2 separate regions of the Bos taurus genome follow, and region 1 is linked to region 2. A link is a contact called in public Hi-C data. All regions are on one chromosome and are shown on one strand. The core of a region is the stretch at or near the end of the contact, and the rest is flanking DNA. Distances in the headings are between cores, read along the strand shown. Region 1 has its middle 37 kb from the start of MIR2285DC. Region 2 has its middle 54 kb from the start of MIR584-1.

Region 1 (5,113 bases), core at 590-3,089, 820 kb before region 2:
AATGGTGAATGGAATTGTTTCCTTAATTTCTCTTTCTGTTTTCTCATTATTAGTGTATAGGAATGCAAGGGATTTCTGTGTGTTGATTTTATATCCTGCAACTTTACTATAGTCATTGATTAGTTCTAGTAATTTTCTGGTGGAGTCTTTAGGGTTTTCTATGTAGAGGATCATGTCATCTGCAAATAGTGAGAGTTTTACTTCTTCTTTTCCAATTTGGATTCCTTTTATTTCTTTTTCTGCTCTGATTGCTGTGGCCAAAACTTCCAAAACTATGTTGAATAGTAATGGTGAAAGTGGGCACCCTTGTCTTGTTCCTGACTTTAGAGGAAATGCTTTCAATTTTTCACCATTGAGGATAATGTTTGCTGTGGGTTTGTCATATATAGCTTTTATTATGTTGAGGTATGTTCCTTCTATTCCTGCTTTCTGGAGAGTTTTTATCATAAATGGGTGTTGAATTTTGTCAAAGGCTTTCTCTGCATCTATTGAGATAATCATATGGTTTTTATTTTTCAATTTGTTAATGTGATGTATTACATTGATTGATTTGCGGATATTGAAAAATCCTTGCATCCCTAGGATAAAGCCCACTTGGTCATGGTGTATGATCTTTTTAATGTGTTGTTGGATTCTGATTGCTAGAATTTTGTTAAGGATTTTTGCATCTATGTTCATCAGTGATATTGGCCTGTAGTTTTCTTTTTTGTGTGGGATCTTTGTCAGGTTTTGGTATTAGGGTGATGGTGGCCTCATAGAATGAGTTTGGAAGTTTACCTTCCTCTGAAATTTTCTGGAAGAGTTTGAGCAGGATAGGTGTTAGCTCTTCTCTAAATTTTTGGTAGAATTCAGCTGTGAAGCCATCTGGACCTGGGCTTTTGTTTGCTGGAAGATTTTTGATTACAGTTTCAATTTCCGTGCTTGTGATGGGTCTGTTAAGATTTTCTATTTCTTCCTGGTCCAGTTTTGGAAAGTTGTACTTTTCTAAGAATTTGTCCATTTCTTCCACGTTGTCCATTTTATTGGCATATAATTGTTGATAGTAGTCTCTTATGATCCTTTGTATTTCTGTGTTGTCTGTTGTGATCTCTCCATTTTCATTTCTAATTTTATTGATTTGATTTTTCTCCCTTTGTTTCTTGATGAGTCTGGCTAATGGTTTGTCAATTTTATTTATCCTTTCAAAGAACCAGCTTTTGGTTTTGTTGATTTTTGCTATGGTCTCTTTTGTTTCTTTTGCATTTATTTCTGCTCTAATTTTTAAGATTTCTTTCCTTCTACTACCCTGCATCCAAGCAGCCACTGCCATTTGGCTGCTCAGCCACTGAGAGGGCAGGAGACGGGCGTGTCCAGCTCAGCCCTTCACCCTGCTCATCCCGAGCAGCGCGGAAAGGCAGAAGCAGGCCAGTCTGCAGGGTCTGAGCCTCCAAGGCTCCAAAAGGCACCCTCCAGCCCCTGCCTCAAATGAAGGTTGGCCTCCTGTGCTTTTATGGGTTAACTGTGGTTTTGGGGAATCAATCTGTTCATATTACTAATACCAAAAAACACTTTGAAAGTCATTATGGTACAGCAGAAAGAGCTTTCTATTCCCACGCCACCCTCCCCACACTATTTTATTTTTTTTAAGTCAAACTAAGTGTGAAGTGAAAGTCACTCAGTCATATCTGACCCCATGGTGGATACAGTCCATGGAATTCTCCAGGCCAGATTACTGGAGTGGGTAGCCATTCCCTTCTCCAGGGGATCTTCCCAACCAAGGGATTTCAAATCCTGGCTCTGTCCCTTACCAGCTGTGTTGAACTTGTACAAATCACGTCAATTCTGGAGGCTTCTGTTTGCTCATCTCTGGGGCAAGGTCAGAGTGATATCATTGGTTTACTAGGAATCTCAGTTCATTGGGGACATAAACATGAAACGGTTTATTTTTCCTGAAATTGATTCCAAACTCTCCACGCCACCCCCAACCCCCATGCCCCGCCGACATTTCTCGCTGGGTAGCAGCTCCTCTGAATGACGAGTCAGCCCAATTCCATGTATTTCAGTCGCTTTTTATTATTAAGGGGTTATATTCAGTCCTTAAGATTCTGCTTTGTTTGTTTTAAAATTTCAGTCTTCTATCCATTTCAAATACTTTCTCTTCCCTCTTAAAATTGCCAGACGAAATGCAGAATGCCCGTGAAATTAAGAGTTTTAGATAAATAAGTTTTTAATATACGTACTTTTCATTTTGCTTGTTAAATCGGGGAACCCTCCCTCAAGCACAGGCTTTAGGGAGGTGGTTCCCAACTCAGGCCATTCATTAAAAATTTCAATGCCTGTGTTCCATTCCAGATCAGTTAAGTTGGCATATCTGGGCATACCAAGAGGTGTTTTTTTTTTTTTTTTTAAGTTTCCCCAGCGTTGAGACTATTCCACGGTTTTGCAGGGTGGTCTGGCTTCCTCTGGCTCTACAAACATCTCCCACTTCCCAGCATGCTTTGCTTTGGTTTTTGGGTGTAGAGAAAGCTGAGGTCAGTCTCATTTTATTAGACTACTGATTGTAAACTAGTAACCCTCTCCACTGGTCACCACAGTACTTCCATTTGACACCAACAGGCTATTTGTTCCCAGTGTGTGGCGGCAGTCCAAATATGGGCTCTCCTGTGAAGCGCATTTTGTCAGTTCTCTGGAGGGCCTGTGAGTGTGTGTGTGTGTGTGAAGGGTCTTCCTTCTGTGTGCCCCCTGGTGTAGTGGTGGAGGTGGTTTAGTGTCTAAGTCATGCCGACTCTTCTGGGAGCCCGTGGGCTGTAGCCCACCAGGCTCCTCTCTCCATGGGATTTCCTAGGCAAGAATACTGGAGTGGGTTGCCATTTCCTTTTCTGCTCCCTGGTGTAGAGATTTGCCTCCCCAAATCAGCTGTCTGCCGGAAGTAACTTCCACCCCCAACAATTTCTTGCTGCTTGCTGCCCAGCACCATGTTACACTCATAATAACTCAGGCTTTTTGAGGTTTTCTATGTGCCCAGCCCTGTGCTCAGCTATTGCAAACGTTATCTTGCTTTAATCCTAGAAACAGGGTGGATTCCCCACTTTTCAGATAAGTAAATATTAACTAGGAGACTTTAAGTAATTTGCTGAAGGTCATACAGCTAATAAAAATCAGAGCTCAAACTTGGCTCCAATATCTTGCCTTTACCACTATAATTTATAAATACTCCTAATGTAATGCGATTTATTAAACTTATCTTGCTGTCTACTACACAGCAGGCACTTAGTAGATATTAGTTCTCTTCCTAGATAACCTCATACTCGAAATCTATCATCATTGAGTACAATTTTATACCTTTCAGTCCAAGTTCCTTGGAAACAATTTAAAGCTTTGTTTCATCATCCCTATATAGTAATCTATTAACCAATTTACTCTTTTAAAACATGTAGTATATGTCAGGTTCTGTGCTAGCACCAAGATAGAGAGTAAGAAAACTTTAGCATTCATTTCTTGTGGCTGCTGCTACAAATTACCACAAACTTGGTCACTTAACAGAAATTTATTCTCTCACAGTTCTGGAAGCTGGGAGACTGAAATCAAGGTGTCAGCAGGACCACATTCCCTCTGAAGATTCTAGGGGACCATCTCCTTGTCTATTGCAGTTTATGGTGAATCAAGGTATTCCTTGGATTGTGGCGGCATCACCCAATCTCTGCCTTGGTCTTCACATGACCTTCTCCCTGTGTTTATGTCCATACTTATCATTGATTCTAGGACCTACCCGTACAATCCAGGATGAATTCACATACCCTAATGGCAGAAAGTGAAGAGGAATTAAAGTCCCTCTTAATGAAGATGAAAGAGGACAGTAAAAAAAAATGGTTTAAAACTCAATGTTCAAAAACTAAGATTCATGGCATCTGGTTCCATCCCCTACTGGCAAATAGATGGGGAAAAAATGGAAACAGTAGCAGATTTTATTTTCTTGAGCTCCAAAATCACTGCAGATGGTGACTGCAGCCATGAAATTAAAAGACTCTTGCTCCTTAGAAGGAAAGCTATGACAAATCTAGATAGCATATTAAAAAGCAGAGACATCACTTTGCCAACAAATGTCCATATAGTCAAAGCTATGGTTTTTCCAGTAGTCATGTACTGATGTGAGAGTTGGGCCATAAAGAAGGCTGAGTGCCAAATAATTGATGCTTTTGAACTGTGGTGTTGGAGAAGACTCTTGACAGTCCCTTGGACTGCAAGGAGATCCAACCAGTCCATCCTAAAGGAAATCAGTCCTGAATATTCACTGGAAGGACTGATGCTGAAGCTGAAGCTCCAATACTTTGACCACCTGATGACAAGAGCAGACTCCTTGGAAAAGTCCCTGATGCTGAGAAAGATTGAGGGCAGGAAGAGAAGGGGGATGACAGAGGGTGAGATGGTTGGATGGCATCACCAACTCAATGGACATGAGTTCGAGCAAGCTCCGGGAGATGGTGAAGGACAGGGAAACCTGTTGTGCTGCAGTTCATGGGGTTGCAAAGAGTCAGACAAGATTTAGTGACTGACCAACAATGACTCATCTCAAGGTCCTTAATTTCATTACATCTGCAAAGACTCTTTTTACAAAAAAGGTCACATTCACAGCTTCCATGAGTTAGGATATAGCCATATTTTTTGGGGGTAGAGGGTACTATTTAACAATACAAAATTATAATGGAGCTTCCCAAGTGGCGCTAGTGATAAAGAACCTGCCTGCCAATGGAGGAGACTTAAGAGATGTGGGTTTGATCCCTGGTTCGGGACGATCCCCTGAGTGGGGCATGGCAATCCACTCCAGTATTCTTGCCTGGAGACTCCCACAGACAGAGGAGCTTGAAGGGCTAAGTCCATTGGGTTGCAAAGAGTTGGACATGACTAAAGTGACTTAGCACACACAGCACAAAATTATAATGTGGTGTGTTGGAAAGAACTTGAGTTTGGTCTTTGGAGTGAAAAAATACATATATCAAATTCCACCCAAGGCATTAACTCAGGAAAATTATTCATATTTTCTAACATGCCAGTTCAGGTCTTCTGAGAAACAGTTGGAATTAGATGTGCAAGGGGTTTATTGGAGGACATCCTTGTGGGATTCCTCAGGGATCCT
Region 2 (5,484 bases), core at 1,741-4,240:
TCTTAATTTCTTTCAGCAACAATTTGTTGTTTTCAGTGTACAGGCCTTTTATCTCTTTGGTTAAGTTTATTCCTAAGTATTTGATTCTTTTTGATGCTATTATAAATGGAATTGTTCTCTTAATTCCCTTTGCAAATGGTTCATTGTTAGTATAGAGAAATGAGGCTCATGGGACTTTCCTGGTGGCTCAGTGGCTAGGACTCCAAGCTCCCAGTGCAGGGGGCCTGGGTTTGATCCCTGGTTGGGGAACTAGGTTCCACACGCCACAACTAAAGATCCCGCCTGCTGCAACTAAGATCCAGTGCACCAAACAAATAAATAAAAATCAATGTTTAAAAAATGCAGCTGATTATTATATGTTGATCTTGTACACTGCAACTTCAGTGAATTCATTTATTGCTTCTAACAGTTTGTGGGATCTTTGGAGATTTCTACATATAATATCATGTTATCTATAAACAGATAATTTTACTTCTTCCTTTCCAATTTGAATGCCTTCTATTTTTTTCTTGGCTAGTTGCCCTGGCTTTAGTAGTTAACTTTAAACATTTTAGAAGAGCAGTCACTTTTCTGAAAATGTATACAAATATTTTAATTGCTTACATTTATTTTAATTTACATTTTTATTAAATGTATTCAAATTTTCTAGACTTTGAATACACATGTATTTTATTTTTTCATCCTGTAGAACATTTTTTTCAGCAGAGTACAAATTATGTAAAAATCTGGATTATAAGAACACAATTCATGATTTTGCTGAATTGATGGCAATAAAAATATAGTTTTTGGAATACATATATAATAAATTGCAAATTATGTATGTCTAGCCCAATAACAGAATACCCAGGCATGGATGATAATAATTAAATTCAAACATTTTCTTATATTTTTCTGATTTTTAGTCATTATGTATGTATATTTTTCAAAACAGGATGCTACAACACATTTAGTTTAATAGTTTGATAGTTTCATTTATAATGTTTAAATATTTAGGCATATATAAAAGTTTCTCTCAGTCAAGAAGCCCAAGCATAGCTAGCCCAAGCTGGCCTACTGCTCTGTGCTCTTAGCCAGAGCCTCACAATGTTTGATAGGGGCTAACTTGGACTTGAAAGTGAGAATACAGTAGACATCTCATGGATGGAAGTTACTCTGACGTGATAACTGCCTCTCTATACCACAGCCAGGATGATATTAAACATTTATAAACCTGATTATGCACTCTGTTGCTTGGAGACCTCTGGTAACTTCTCTTTGCACTTGAGATAAAATTCGCAATATGGAGGCCCTGCATGTCCTAGCCCGCCATGTCTTCCTTCCCCATCTCTGTGTGCATGCTGCTTTTTCTCTCTTCACTCTGGCCATGGAGACTTTTATTCCAGTTCAGCCTGCACACCCCCTCCCACCCCAAGACCTCTCCAGACGCACTTCCTTCTCCCTGTGATGCCCTCCTCACCCCTTTCCTGTCTAGTTAACTCCTGCTTGTCCATTGGACTCCCCCTAAGATGCCTTCTTCCAAGAAGCCTCCTTTGAATCTTTGGACTAGATAAATCCTAATAACAACAAAACTAAAAATTATTTTGATGAGCATATATAAAATTATTGACCGTTCACTCTCGAATAGTTAGAGACGTAAGCTCTTCACATGTATGCATGCACCTTTTTCATTCTTCCAAAAGTCCTCCCCTCCATTTTTACAAAGAGAGAAATCAAGGCTTAGACAAGTTTAGTCACTAGCCCACAGTCACATTATTAATGAGCTGAGGCAAGATTTTAATCAAGGCTGTCCAACCCCAGAGCTTATATGTTTAATCTCAGTTGTTTTCTTTGTAAGGGCCCTATTTTGTCGCTCATTCCACATGTTTATTCTGTTGGGTGCCAGGTACTGAGAGCTTCTGTGGGTAGATCGGAGAGCAACAAGACAGATAAGGCTCCTGGACTCAGGGAACTTTGTTCCACTGGGGGACTGAGGCCAGAAAAAGTAAGAGTAAACAGATGAACGAGATCATTCCTATGGAGGAATCAAACAGGTTCCATGAGAGAGTAAGTGAGGAGAGCCTGCTCCTGAGAGGATGGGCTCAGATGGTCTCTCTAAAGAAGGGGCATTTGAGCTGAGTCCTGAAAGGTGATAGGGCAGGGCTAGCTAATTGTCCACCAAAATCCAGTCTACCTTTCTTTGAAGTGATAACAGATCCCTTAAATCTTCACTAGAGTATATCCTGCAACCCTCCTTGTGATTAGAGGTAGCTATGTGATTATGTTCTGGCGAATGGCTTAAAACCAGAAGTAGCATGAGAAACTTCCAGAAAGTCTCCTAACGAGAGTTGCAGGGGTGGGTGTGCCCTTCTCCTCCCATCCTCTTTCTTCTTGGAAGGTTGAAGCAGCAGCATCAGACTTGAACCACAAAATGAACTTGGGAAGCACACTCAGCAGAGACGAAAACAGGAAGGACTACAGGTCCCTGAGACTATGGAGTACCCTATCGGGCCTGGACTGACTCACTCAGATAAATTTTATGGCTGTTGTACTTCCTACTGAAGGATGACTAGACTTCTTTATGATTCTGAAGATTTAATACTGCTGTTTGGGAAGTGTAGACCATGCACTTTATGCAAAAGCTTTTAACCACTGCAGTGACTGACTCAACATCCTCAGGAAGTCACTATAGACGCCTTCGGCAGCTGCCCCTGACTCCCGGTCACAGGAAATGGCTGGTTTTCCTTTCTCTCTGGCTTGCCTTTGGAAGGCGTCTGGAAGGCGTTTGGCATGCCGGAAGGGCCACCCACTTGATCAGATGGCACCTGTCAAACTGATAGATAAAAACTGTCAAAATGCAGATCTCTGAGAATTGCCTCCATGGCATATTTGCAATTTCACAAACACATTTAAAAGCTCAGATAAAGCTTTTGATGTCCCTGATCTTTGCACTTCCAAATGGTGGCTGAAGAAACAGAAATCAGTCTTCTTTGCAAGCCTTCAAAGTGGTGAAATTGCCTAAATCAGTTTGTGGATTATTCTCTGACTACCAAAGGTCAAGGAAGGGTTTTTGTTTGTTCCTCCTTCCTGAAACACTTTCACATTCTCTTCCAGGTACTTTTGTTCTAGGAAATTGAAATTCATTATTTATCTGTTTGATATACAAGTCTGAATTCCCAATAAGGCCTTGACCACCTTTTCCAAAAACTGAAATGATCTTTTCAGAAACAGTTGTATAAACATTCTATTAAGAAATAGTAAATAGAACTTTACCAGAATGGAGGTAAATGAGTAAGGGCAAGAACTGACTCTTTTATCAACATAGTTAAAGCTCATGAAGTCACAAATGTGTCGTTTCCCCAGAAAATCCTGTGTAAAATCCAGATTTTATAAAATTCTGTGTGCTGAGGTTGTTAGGCTACCCTTTGTATGAACTGGGACTTGATCATGGCAGCAAGAGGGATATATGATCTTGTACTTGTTTTTCAAGAATTTTTAACTTGGTCATCAGTGTGTAAGGGTGACCCTCACTGTAAGGATGACAGAATGGAAGTGAGCATACATTGAGATGAGCTCAGAGGCTGAGCCTTGGAGTCTTCACTATCATTATGACCCTCTTTACAAGAATTCTGTAGGTAATTGACAGAAATATACTTTAACTTCACACACAAAAAAGGCGGGGGGAGGTATCAGATAGAATGCAAAGATACTGAGATCTTAGTATAGTGAGGCCTCAGGAATTTAACCAGAGTCTGACCTCTGCTTAGCAATAATTTCCAACCTTTTTCACCTTACAAGTATTAGACAAAACAATGATATTTCTATGGCCCCTGGAGACAAAATAATGAGAATACTTCACACAATGGGGAAGTGACTTACTTCTTGGCACTGATTAGCTGCCCAAATTCAGCCCTTTCTTTAGTCTCTCAATTACCAAGTTCTTAGGAAACAACCAGGCTTCCCTTTTGGCTCTCCTGGTAAAGAATCCGCCTGCAATGCAGGAGACCTGGGTTTGATCCCTCCCTGAGTTGGGAAGATCTCCTGGAGAAGGGAAAGGCTACCCACTCCAGTATTCTGGCCTGGAGAATTCCATGGACCGTGTAGTCCATGGGGTCACAAAGAGTCAGACACGACTGAGCGACTTTCACTTTTCACTAGGAAACAATCATAGCCAACACTTATAGAGTCCTGTTAAGGCAGGCACTGTTCTCAGCACTGTTCATGGATTTCATTCACTCATGAAATCTTCACACAATCCTGTACGTTGGGTATTATATATTCCTAGAAACAAGAAAACTCAGGACTTAGAGGCTAAATCATGTGCCCAGGGTCACATGGTCAGCAGTGGAAGCCATGTTGTAATTTACTTTGGCTGGAGTTTGCCCTTCACCCTAAACTAGGGTGCCTCTACTGGGCATCAAAGCTGTCTATAAAAGGAAATGAGTTGATTGGCTGAGCTTCAGGTACCCATCCCTGAACCAATCAGGGATAAGAAGGGCGTAGGATCACACTGGAGAAAGCAACTTGGTGCCCCTGCTACACCCAGGGAAAGATGCAGGAAGGGGCTAAACTTAGCTCAGGAGAGCTTGCAGCTGCTCCTGAGCAACATCTTCCTCCTCTCTTTCCTCCTTTCAGGGGCCCAAGGCTGACTTAGTTACTCTCTTCAGTTCACAACACATTACTGTCATGGTGTTTCTCTTTCTTTATTTTATCTTATCCCTCTTCTCCACTTCTGTTCTCCACCTGTCGTCAAAGGCAGCCATGCTACTCTGTTTGATAGAAATCGTTTCATTTATATATGTTCTTATATCATACATATTGTTTTGTGTGTGTGCATTTTTAATTTACATATATGACATCAGGCTACAGGGCCCATTCTTTGTCTTCCTTTTGCCATTCAGTCTTGTATTCAAAAGGTATATAAAAGGTTGCCAGGCTGCCAGCCCATTGCTTCCAACAACAACATATACATATGGTCTGAACCATTTTACTATTCCCCAACCCAAGTCCGGCCCAGTCATGGACAAACGGGTTCTGTGGGTCAATTCGCCCAACCTGGGAGCCCCCTCGTCTGGCGAGGCCCCTCCCTGCCTGCTGCAGAGTCCCTCCTCTGTGCAGTCAGAGTCCCCCATGCTCGCCTCCATCATGGCGGAGACCACGGAGCAGCTCAGCTAAAGATGCGGAAATGGGGCCCAGCTGCCTGGCTTCAGAATCCTGTCTTTTTCACTTCAATCTATGTCACATAGCCTCTCGCTACGTCAGCAAAATGATAACCACAGCTACTCATGGTATTGTTGTGAAGATTAAATGAGAAAAATCTATGAGAAGTGCTAAGAACAGTGCCTGGTACAAATTAAGTGCTATTTGTACATATTATAATAACATTTGTGACATGTTTTGGAACGGGTCTGTTTACGTATCTGTCGCCACCACCAGATTATGAAATCCTCAAGGGCAAGGACCTTGGATGTTGATCTTCTGTGTGCCAGAGGCGCACACATTACATCA

The links. A called contact is a pair of places that touch in the nucleus more often than the background predicts.
Region 1: a Hi-C map of liver shows a contact between it and region 2, with 4 times the contacts expected there. A contact is called at or near these places in 2 of 11 Hi-C or Micro-C datasets (liver and skeletal muscle).

What each region holds. Positions count from the first base shown.
Region 1 is chr14:67,780,952-67,786,064 of ARS-UCD2.0, reverse strand. No RefSeq gene overlaps it. Among named protein-coding and RNA genes, the nearest start is that of MIR2285DC, 37 kb to the left of the region's middle.
Region 2 is chr14:66,963,422-66,968,905 of ARS-UCD2.0, reverse strand. No RefSeq gene overlaps it. Among named protein-coding and RNA genes, the nearest start is that of MIR584-1, 54 kb to the left of the region's middle.